Linked DNA regions of Hordeum vulgare: region 2 is linked to region 1. The links are chromatin contacts, called in public Hi-C maps. All regions are on one chromosome and are shown on one strand. The core of a region is the stretch at or near the end of the contact, and the rest is flanking DNA. Distances in the headings are between cores, read along the strand shown.

What was found. A called contact is a pair of places that touch in the nucleus more often than the background predicts.
Region 2: a Hi-C map of leaf shows a contact between it and region 1, with 6 times the contacts expected there. The contact joins the promoter of LOC123429769 here to the promoter of LOC123425485 in region 1. A contact is called at or near these places in 2 of 6 Hi-C or Micro-C datasets (leaf and seedling).

Annotation. Positions count from the first base shown.
Region 1 is chr2H:124,085,263-124,090,730 of MorexV3_pseudomolecules_assembly, forward strand. LOC123425485 (queuosine salvage protein-like) reads right to left here and starts at 3,221. Exons shown (of 7, transcript XM_045109185.1): 1 at 2,999-3,221; 2 at 2,412-2,555; 3 at 772-870; 4 at 606-682; 5 at 211-319. The coding sequence starts at 3,068.
Region 2 is chr2H:124,661,139-124,666,606 of MorexV3_pseudomolecules_assembly, forward strand. LOC123429769 (zinc finger protein ZAT6-like) reads left to right here and starts at 2,021. Exons shown (of 1, transcript XM_045113769.1): 1 at 2,021-3,075. The coding sequence starts at 2,108. The coding sequence ends at 2,758. It also overlaps the pseudogene LOC123429770.

The DNA.
Region 1 (5,468 bases), core at 1,971-4,470:
CAGCTTAGCCTTCTGGTCTAACTAAAACAGAACAGATGAAAATGATGCTATCTCCGCTATCTGGACGGCTACTCTGGTCTGTCTTGAGTGCTGCCATGTTCGAACTTGGTTTCATCTAAAGAAAAATGGAACCGGCACAGGCGACTCCTTTCCTCTAAAATAATGATGCTATCAAGATCAAGTGGAAGACAAGTGCAGAGGCAGATTTACCAGGAAAATGACGGGTAATCAGTTCAATTAGAGATGCAGCAGAGTTTCCTGCAGACTTCACAAGATTAGCAGCCTCACCGCCAAAGCTTCTTTCAAGCTCCAGACCAACCTAAATGAAAGCAGCAGAACAAATAAATGCTTCAGAACCAAATTGAGATCAATTGGCAAGGAAGTTATTTGAATGTCACATTACCATGGTAGTTCTGATGGAATATGACTAGAGCATATATGAAGTAAAAGCGGATAGCTATAATTGTACTGAAGAAGATGGGTGTGACTTTTGTAGTTGTTAAATGACAAAGCATTCAAATAATATGAGCAATTGGGCAGAACGCAGTGGGAAAATTTCAAAGCTCAACACTTCAACATACTGAATATGCAACACAGGGTAGTACCTCATGAAGAAGGCGGACTCTTTCCTCCTCAATTGGCAGTGGGCGTGGCCAATTCAGCAGTTCTCGAAGTTGCGGTCCTACATTTTCCAAAAGTTGCATTTTCTTCCAATTAGTGGGAATTACTGGGAGTTATAGCTTCTTTTCCAACGAAACAGGGAAACTGTACCAGTATAATTCTTCAGACGATCTGCATCAAGTGCTGACTTATCTTTCTCTAATGCTAACTTAAGTCCAGAAGCCAAATTGTCATAGGTCAAGTCCTTGTCTATTCGATTAAGGAATATCATTAGTATGATAAAACACATTATTATAACACAATGGGAAGGCATTTATCCAAATAAAATGGGTGGTCCAGAGAAGTCAATTTCAGTTAAATCCAACTAAACCCAGTAGAGAAACTAAGGAACATCAGGGTTGTGCAGATTATATTTCGAGCAACACAAAAGTAACAATGTGGAGCATAACAAAATCAGGATGCATTGTAATTTGCAAACAAAGGTAATAACTGAAAAATACCAGAAGAAAACACAAAGGATTTGGTTAAAATGTGCTCGATAATATAGTGAAGAACAGACAAGAGAAATATATATTACCTAGAACAAGATAGTCGCAGCCAAAAATTAATCAAGCGAAAAATACATTTTTCTGAATAGCTTGTCAACAAGCAAAGAGAGAAAATTAAATCACCCCTCCTCTCCCCTAGCCACTTGCTGGCAACGTAGCTAGCAACATAAAAGGTTGTTGATCGAGGAAATCATGTATAGCTGCTAACAAGAAGTACTGAAGGTAGAAATCTCTACTATTAAAAGGGAATATGCGGTCGTGATGGTACGTCATGGTTTTGGTTTGGTTTTGTATGTTTGTTAGTTCCACGTAATTATGGAGAGTATCATTCTTTGGACGGGAGGATCATGCGAGTATGGAGTATCAGTCTTTGGACGGGAGGATCATGTTAATTACGGAAAGTATCATCAAGAGTTGGATGTGAGAATCACGTTAATTATGGAGAGTGTCATTCTTTGGACGGGAGGATCACGTTAATAATGGAAAGTATCATCCAGCGATGTACTGGAGGATCACTAGAATATTGATGCCCCTGTTGCAACACACGTGCAATTAGCTAGTATCCATAAGTTCCTTGTGGTGTAGTATAAGCACTAGTGTATTGTTTTCAGACAATGCTAAGTTGATTTCTGCGCTCTGAAAATCTAAAAGGCCTAAAGTGACGAGAAGAAGAATACTGCACGACTGAACGTCTTAATACCCCAAACAATTGTCAAGTACATAAAGAGAGAAATAAATCGCCCCTCCTCTGCCCTAGCCACTTGTTGGCAGCATAGAAACCAACATAGAAGGTTGTTGACTCATATATAGCTACTAACAGAAAAATATACTAGATTAGAAATATCCATAAGTTCCTTGTGGTGTAAGCACTAGTGCTTGTTTTCAGAAAATACGAAGTTGATTTCTGCACTGTGAAAATCTACAAAACCTGAAGTCATGAGAAGAAGAATACTGCACGACCGAATGTCTTAATATCATTGTCAACAAGTAGACAAAGAAAAATAAACCGCCCCTCCTCTCCCCTAACCACGTGCTATGCTGTACAGGAGCAACAACACACGCATATTTTATACAGGAGCAAAAGAAATGCAAATGTAGAATCGCAACGCCTGATGTCTGCCAATGCTAATACCTTTCAGAATTCCTTAAGAAAAAGTACCACTCATAAGATAAGGACAATACATCACTCTAGTAATTTCTACATGTTCAGAACACCAAGTACGTTCCTGGCTGAACTAATACCTGGCCAGAAGCAAAAGTTCAGCGCATCCAAGACGAAGAGGTACTGCACAGTGAGCGGTCCATTGTCAAAGTAATGGATTCCTTCGAAATCCCACTCGACTTTTGGAACATTCCCCTGAATTTTGTCCACGGCCTTCTCAATCTCTGTGAAACGAACAAACGGGTAAGAGGAACAAAACTTAGAGTTTCACTTGGGACATTGGTCACAAAACAATGGAAGGATGAACATTGGCATAAACATATAAAAGCAAAGCAAAAATATGTATTCCATCAAGTCGTTCTTTTATAAGAAAATGATGAAAGCTGACCAAAACAACATGTAAGTGAAGTGGAATCTAGAACCTGAACATTGAAGTCCAATCCTACAACATGAAAATCAACTCTGGTTTCTTGCAGGGTCAATCGGATACTGCTTAGAAATACAATCGACTAATAACCCACCGGAAAAGCAAAGCCTATGAAGATGACACTGCGTGGCCTAAGAAATCCTAGCACCGTTCCAGAAAAAAGAAAAACATCCCTATGAATGAAGACGGTGCTCCCTTCCCTGGTCGGAAAAGTCCTAGCATCGTTCGGGAAACGGATACCTAGCATGTCAACCTTGACGTGGGAGGAGCGGCTGGCCACCCAGGCCGCCGACGCGCGCACGGCCTCCATGGCGGCGGGGCGAACAGGAATAGGATAAGGGACGCGGGGGAGGTCGGGACAATGGCGAGTCGGGAGGATTTAGGGGTGTGGGGGCGGAAACCGTGACGGCGGGGCGGAGTGGTGGTGTTGGTGTGGCCCGTGACCGCGAGGGCGACGCGGGTTTTAGCGTTTTTTCCTCCGGAGGGGGGGTTTGGTTGGCTTCTTGCTGCTCTCTCGATGGGCGCCTCCGAGGGCCTCGGAGAACCCCCGCTTGGCAGAAACACGAGGATTTTATTATTATTTTATTTATTTTTTTGCGGGGAAGAAACACGAGGAATTGCGCAGTGGGTGGGGCGCACAACAACCGGCTGTGCTCGGGTGGTCTGCTATGTTTGACCCACCTCCCGAACTGCTGAAATGACTGGATTGCCCCCACGTTCGTCTTCCTTTGCCCTCACCACCCTTCTTTTAAATAAAAAATAAATAAAAAGATAGATGCGGAAATTGCTTTTGGAGGTCGAGCTCCATGAAGGACTTAAAATTCAAACTTCAAATTTCATGAAAATTCGTATTTTAATATTTTAAAAAAATTGAAAAAGATACATAGATAGATGAAGGTATAATACACAAGTGTGTTAATTTTTAGAACAAAATACGTTGAAATGAGAGGTATGCAAAAAAGGCAAACGTGGAATTTTTTAACGCATGACACTATTTATCATTTCAGATCATGAATTGTCTATTTTATACAGGTCGCGTTTTAAAATATTTCAACCTGAAATTTTGCACACACAAGGATCACACCCTTGTTTAGTTGTATATTTTTTCAGATTTTTTGAAACTAAATTTTTTGAATTTTTTTTTTTAATTCGGCCTTCATGGAGACCGAGCTCCAAAACGCCATTCTCGGGTAGATGCCTCCTTTAGAATAGAGGGATTTTTTAGGAATTTAAAAATGATATTACTCCCTCCCTTCCAAAATATAAGACCCTTTAAAGATTTTACTATGAACTACATACGAAACAATCAGTGAATCTACATTTTAAAATATGTCTACATACATCTGTATGTAGTCCATCGGAATGGAGGGAGTGTAAGGGTTGGATGCGTTTTGCTGCACCGCTGGCGTTGTTGAGATTCTTAAGAAAAAAAATACTTTGTTTTAAAATAAAAGGTGTATGACTTTTTTGAAAAGTCAAGCTCTTCAAGTTTGTTAAATTTGTAGAGAAATATACCAGAACCCGTAATATCAAATCGGTATGATAGATTCATCATCAAATGATTTTTTTTGTTGTTGTTTAATATTGTGGATGTCAATATTTTTTGCTATGAACTTGATCAAAGTAAAAGAAATTTGATTTCCCAAAAAACTAATACCCTTTATATTTTGGAACTTATGTAATATTTAGTTTGGCGAGTGGGAGAGATGATGGAGTGTGTTTATTTTATTAATAATGCGGAGAATTAATGGGACTTTTGTAGTGTTGTATGTGTTATCCACTAACCAACGTCTTTTTATATGGAAAAAAATTATGAATGACTGCATGTACTGTGTTGGTGCTATAATATCATATGGTTACTTTATTTTTTCTAGGTGGTGGGAGGGTGGATGGGATTAATTTGTTTTATAGGCTCGATTGCCCCCACGCTCTTCTCCTTTGCCCTCACGGCCCTTCTTTTAAATTAAAATTATTTATAAAATGGGTAGATGTGAAAATTGTTTTTGGAGGCCGAGCTTCATGAAGGCCTTTAAATTCAAACTTCAAATCTCATTCAAAATTCAAACTTCAAATCTCATGATAATTTGTCCTTTTTATACAGGTCGCGTTTCAAAGTATTTCGACCAGAAATTTTACACACACGGATCAAATCCTTTTTTAGTTGTATATTTTTTTAGATCTTTTGAAACTAATTTTTTGAATTTTTTTTTTAAAAAATGGCCTCCATGGAGGCCGAGCTCCAAAACGCCATTATCGAGTAGATGTCTCTTTTAGAATAGAGGGAATTTTTAAGAATTTAAGAAGGATACTAGTCCCTCCGATTCTAAATATAAGACCCTGAAATTTTCCTATGAACTACATACGGAGCAAAATGAGTGAACCTACACTCTAAAATATGTCTATATACAACTGTATGTAGTCCATCGAAATGGAGAGAGTATAAGGAGGGTTGGATGCATTCTGTTGCGTCGTTGGCGTTGTTGAGATTCCTAAGAAAAAAATACTTTGTTTTAAAATATATGTTGTATGACTTTTTTGAAAAGTCAAACTTTTTAAGTTTGTCGAATTTGTAGAGAAATATATGAAAACCCATAATATCAAATTGGTATGATAGATTCATCACGAAATGAGATTTTATATTTTTTGTTTAATATTGTGGATGTCAATATTTTTTGCTATGACTTGGTCAAAGTTAAAAAAAATGATTTTA
Region 2 (5,468 bases), core at 771-3,270, 570 kb after region 1:
CATACTTATGTTCATACACCCATATTAGTCTCAAAGATGATGAACAAAATGTCTCGATCTTGCTAAATATGGAGGCTAGATATTTATCCTCTGTTATTTTTTTGATCTTTTACCATTGTCCTTTCCATCCAATTTTATCCTTAAGAAATTCAAATATGTTCATGGACCTCAAGTAGGCGCTTATTATTTTGGAAAGAACGTGTGTAGTGCTTACAAGTGACTTTTCATCTTAATTTTGGTATTATTATTGAAGGAAAACATTTCATATTAGCGACTAATCAAGGAATAAAGATGATCACCTGTTTGCAAAAAAGTAATGTTTTTCCCTATGGCCACATTTTCCTTTTCTGATCTCACGTGTTTTCCCCTCCGTTTCTATCATGGAGCTCCTTTTTTCACCTCCTCATGGATCCCGTCAGCTCAACACCCGTTCCTCTCCCATTGGAGCTCCTCTTAGATCGAAGCCCTCCACTTCCCAAGTTGTCTCCTTCCACAAAGACTTCTCCTCCCAACCACCATGATACCTCGTGTGAAGTATGATCTTACGCCCATGAGCTCTAATAGACACTTAGACACAGGGAATGGGCCAACGGTTGCTTGATTTGGCTTCGATGGGACTCTGAGTATATGGATTCATGGCCGATTAGAATCAATTAGCAGAAGGTGACACCTCCATTGTTGATGTTTAGCTTTGATTAGAATTTGTGAACGTTTGATGTTGCATATTGTGTTTCAACATGCTTTAAGTGTTTATAGTGTTTGTTGTACACAAACGAGCAATTTTTTGCAATAGGTTATGCACGCATGTTGGGAAGGTCTGAAGCATTTCTTCATTGTTGTCTTTGTTGTTTGTGCATGGTCTTTCATGCAGTGATAGTTATATTCCATTTTAAAACGTAAATGGTGTAATAAATATAAATGTGTTGCATGCATGCATATATTTTGCTCTTGTATTGTATTCCTAACCAATTGTTCACACAAATGTGGATGGAAATGAAACGATGTTGCAAATATACGACACATGTTGCATGCAATTTTTTAATCATATATCATGGGATTATGACTTAAGTCAGACGGTTGAGGTGGCAATTTATTTTTTTCAAGCTACAACAGACTGATGCCTTGGCCAACCCCAATTAAATGGAAAGATTAGGCGTCCATAAATCTTTATAATCTGGCAAAGATGTAAATCTGTCCTCCATCAATGCACGCATATCTTCCCAGAAAGCAGCACGACATGCCACACAAAGACCTAAGTACGTTCACGAACACTTGTGCGGTCCGACGTAACTTATCTTTCATGCTTGGTTTTTTGCCACCCATTTGAAAACATACATGCTACAATGAATGGAACTTTGCTGCTTGCATGCCTACATTTTATTGTTGTGTGCTAGTGTTGAAAATGTGACATTTTCCTTGCAAATTTTCACGAAACGCGAAGGAGAATGTAACAATGTAGCGATGTACGACACATGTTGCATGCGGGGTTTTAACGGAATGTCTTCTAATTGCGACTTGAGTAAAATTCGATGGTTAAAGAAGTGCATTTTTGTTTAAGCTTCAGCCGGCTGACGCCTAGCACCATCCAAATTAAATGGTAAGATGGAGGCGTAGTTGTATCTATAATCTCGAAGGCAAAGATTTAGATTTGTCCTCCATGAATGCATACGTATCCTCACTGAAAGCACACACAAAGACCACGTACGTCCACAAAGACTTATCCGCCGTAACAAACACACCCCGTATCTACGATGCAAAAAAAAAAAAAAAACACCCCGTATACCTCACGAAGGGCCCAGATCACGCCACGGCAGAGCCCAACGACACCCCGACCGTCAGATCATCCGTCCACGCGATGATGACTTGATCACCAAGTCAGACACAGGCGCATACGCGGTCGCATGCGTAAGTTACCACTGGAGGAGAGCAGCACAGTGGCACACCCCGCAGTCCGCACTACCCTCACTTCCCCCGCGGCACTATATATGGCAGCCCCAGCCCACGCCTCCCTCTCAATCGCCCCCGCACACCCACCACTCTCCTACTTGTCCACCTCCCTCTTTGCTCCGGTCAACCCTGCGTCGGCCCCGATCGATCTCCGCCTGCCATGTCGCCCGACGACGCGTCCAGGAAGTCGCCCGTGCCGCCGCCGTCTCCGCCGCCGATGGACTCGTGGGCTCGTGGAGGGCGTCGCTCCAGGCGCCGTGGGGGCAGCTCTGGCGGCGGCGCCGAGTCCGAGGAGGAGTACCTGGCGCTCTCCCTCCTCATGCTGGCGCGCGGCGTCCGCGGCGAGGTCGAGGACGGCGGCGTCGGAGGCGTCAAGGGCGTGGGAGCGGCGCCGGCGCCGACCAAGGCGCAGGGGTACGAGTGCTCCGTGTGCGACAAGGTCTACGCGTCCTACCAGGCGCTGGGCGGCCACAAGACGAGCCACCGGAAGCCCCCGACGCCGCCAGCGGCGTCGGCAGGCGGCGACGAGGCTTCCGGCGCCGCCCCCGTGGAGGCCAAGGTGCACCAGTGCTCGCTCTGCCACCGCACGTTCCCGTCCGGGCAGGCGCTGGGCGGGCACAAGCGCCTGCACTACGAGGGCGGCGCCGCGGCCGACGGGACCGGCAAGGACAAGGAGGCCGCCAAGGCGAAGGCGGCGGAGCTGCTGAGGGACTTCGACCTGAACCTGCCGGCGTCGGGGGTGGCCGGGGACGAGGCCGAGAGCGCGCCCCCGGAGGCCAAGAGGGCGCGGTTGATGCTACTAGCAGTCTGATCAGTGGCGGCGGCGCGGCGCGGCGCGGCGCGGCGCGGGATTTAGGTTTTTGATTGATGGTTTTAGGAGGAATTCCTCTCTAGGTTTTCGATTGTTGTTTGGTTGGTTCAATTCGTTCTGGCCCTCGATTGGAATTGCGGCGTTGATATGGTAAGCGCTGGCGTGGCTAGCTGGTAATGGTATTACCAAATTTGCTTACCTGTCCATATTTTTGACTCTGGCCGTCGGATAAAGAATCGGGCGGCTAGCTGGGAATGGGATAGGACTTGCTGTGTAAGCCTTTGATCAAATCACATAGAAACTTTTCTTCTTTCCTTTTTCAACTCTCTATATCGAAATATCTTAGCGTACGTGTGAAAGTGAAACACTTGGAAGAAAATTACTGCTTACAGCTTGAATCACGGATAAAGATCTTATCTTTGCTAGCTGCTTTTCACTAGTATTTCATTAGCGGTTCTGCAGTGTCCTCACTAACACTGCAAGCTACACGCGGCTGGCTGCTGAAATAGGGCGTCCATACATGGACAGGGACATGGACGCCGCTTTGACCTCTCAAACATAGCAAGGTTACAGGCGGCCGTAATCAACCGTCCAGCCCAACCTTAATTGTTTCCAACAAGTAACCATCATCAAAACTCAATTAAGCTTCAGTTTCATCAACAAGGAATTTTGTTTTAGGTAGAACTGAACAAAAGTCTCGTCGCAAAAAATAAAAACCAAGAAACAGAACAAAAGTCAACTAGGGTTCCGTTGGGGAAACATGCTGGCTTTTGTTTGTGAAAGCCAGGGGTTAGTTTCCATCAAGTCCATGACTAATTCCACATGGGAGGGTGGTCGAGGATAGTGGCCATGATGCATGCACTTCTATGCACTGCAGTAACCTGGAACATTCTTCCAGCTCCCATCCATCGTAGCTTGCTGTTGAATAACGTCTGAGTGCAATGCATAATATGCATGTTAATTACGACCTAGGACCAGGACTTAGCATAGCTACTTTACTTAATTAACAGAGCAAGCTGTGTGTGTGGGGTGTTCAGTTTCAGACATGTGTGTGCGTGTGTACCTCCTTGCTGACAGCCTTGGATATGGATCAAGCAAAAGGTTTTTTTTTGTTTTGTTTGAGAGAATCAAGCAAAAGGTCGATCAACTAACTAAGTAACAATACAATTGTTAAGTAGCAGTACTAAGAATAGCGAAGCAGAGAGGTCACGTCGAGCGTCCTGGGTGTCTTGTCTGTCCCGCCTCAGAAATGAGACGGAGTACGTGCGTGCGTGACCGGGATCTGCCGGGGTGTCGTTGTCGAGGGCGGAGCCATGGGATGCATGCCCCGGCTCTAGAAGACAGGCCAACGCGGCGGCATCCATCGGACGCGTGGACTCGGCTTCCGGCTGCCGGCGGCATATATATCTCACTCCAGATTAAGCTCTTTCTTCCCGTCTTGCCATAACCTCGTGTTGTTTTACCTACATATATGTGGTATGGTCACTACGGTGTATCTGGATCTTGGGTGCAGTGGTATGGTCACTACTACGGTGTATCTGTATCTTGGGAGCTTCTCGGTCGTGGTTAACTGTGTTGACCGGGAATAAAGGTTTTGATGAAATAGTTGTTGCACCGCTTGAGCTTCATGGACATATATCTTTACTATTAAAGGGGATCTGCTGTCGTCGTGATGGTTCGACCACGGTAGATCCCCACCGCTAGCACAGTTCCATCATTTTTTTCATGATTTTTTTCATCCCTCCTTAAACCAATCCGGTTCACAAGACAAAAACCAAAACCTCTACCTCCCCACCTCGTAAACAGTTGAACACCCACGCACGCACGCCCACACGCACGCATCGCCTGGTGCTGCCTCCCTCGCCTCCATCGCCTGGTGCTGCCTTCCTGCCTCCCTCGCATGCCTCGCCTGGTGCTGCCTTCCTGCCTCCCTCGCCCGCTCGTCGTTCGCCGCAGCAGAGAAGCACCTTGCCGCGCTGGTGCTGCCTAGGGTTAGTTATAGAACCTGAGATTCTCTGGTCAATGGATCTTAACAAACCGTTTGTATTTATAGCCGACAACCTCGTTCTTGAACTATTCAGACTCTGATCTGCCTCGCAAGCCGCAATGGAAATCGAACGTGCCGGCGGCGCGGGCGACGAGGACGACGTGTCCCCGGTGGAGCAGGTCCGACTTGTTGGAATTATGCCCTAGAGGCAATAATAAATATAGTTATTATTATAATTCCTGTATCAAGATAATCGTTTATTATCCATGATATGATTGTATTGAATGAAGACTTATATACATGTGTGGATACATAGACAAAACACTGTCCCTAGCAAGCCTCTAGTTGGCTAGCCAGTTGATCAAAGATAGTCAGTGTCTTCTGATTATGAACAAGGTGTTGTTGCTTGATAACTGGATCACGTCATTAGGAGAATCACGTGATGGACTAGACCCAAACTAATAGACGTAGCATGTTGATCGTGTCATTTTGTTGCTACTGTTTTCTGCGTGTCAAGTATTTGTTCCTATGACCATGAGATCATATAACTCACTAACACCGGAGGAATACTTTGTGTGTATCAAACGTCGCAACGTAACTGGGTGACTATAAAGATGCTCTACAGGTATCTCCAAAGGTGTTCGTTGAGTTAGTATGGATCGAGACTGGGATTTGTCACTCCGTGTGACGGAGAGGTATCTCGGGGCCCACTCGGTAATACAA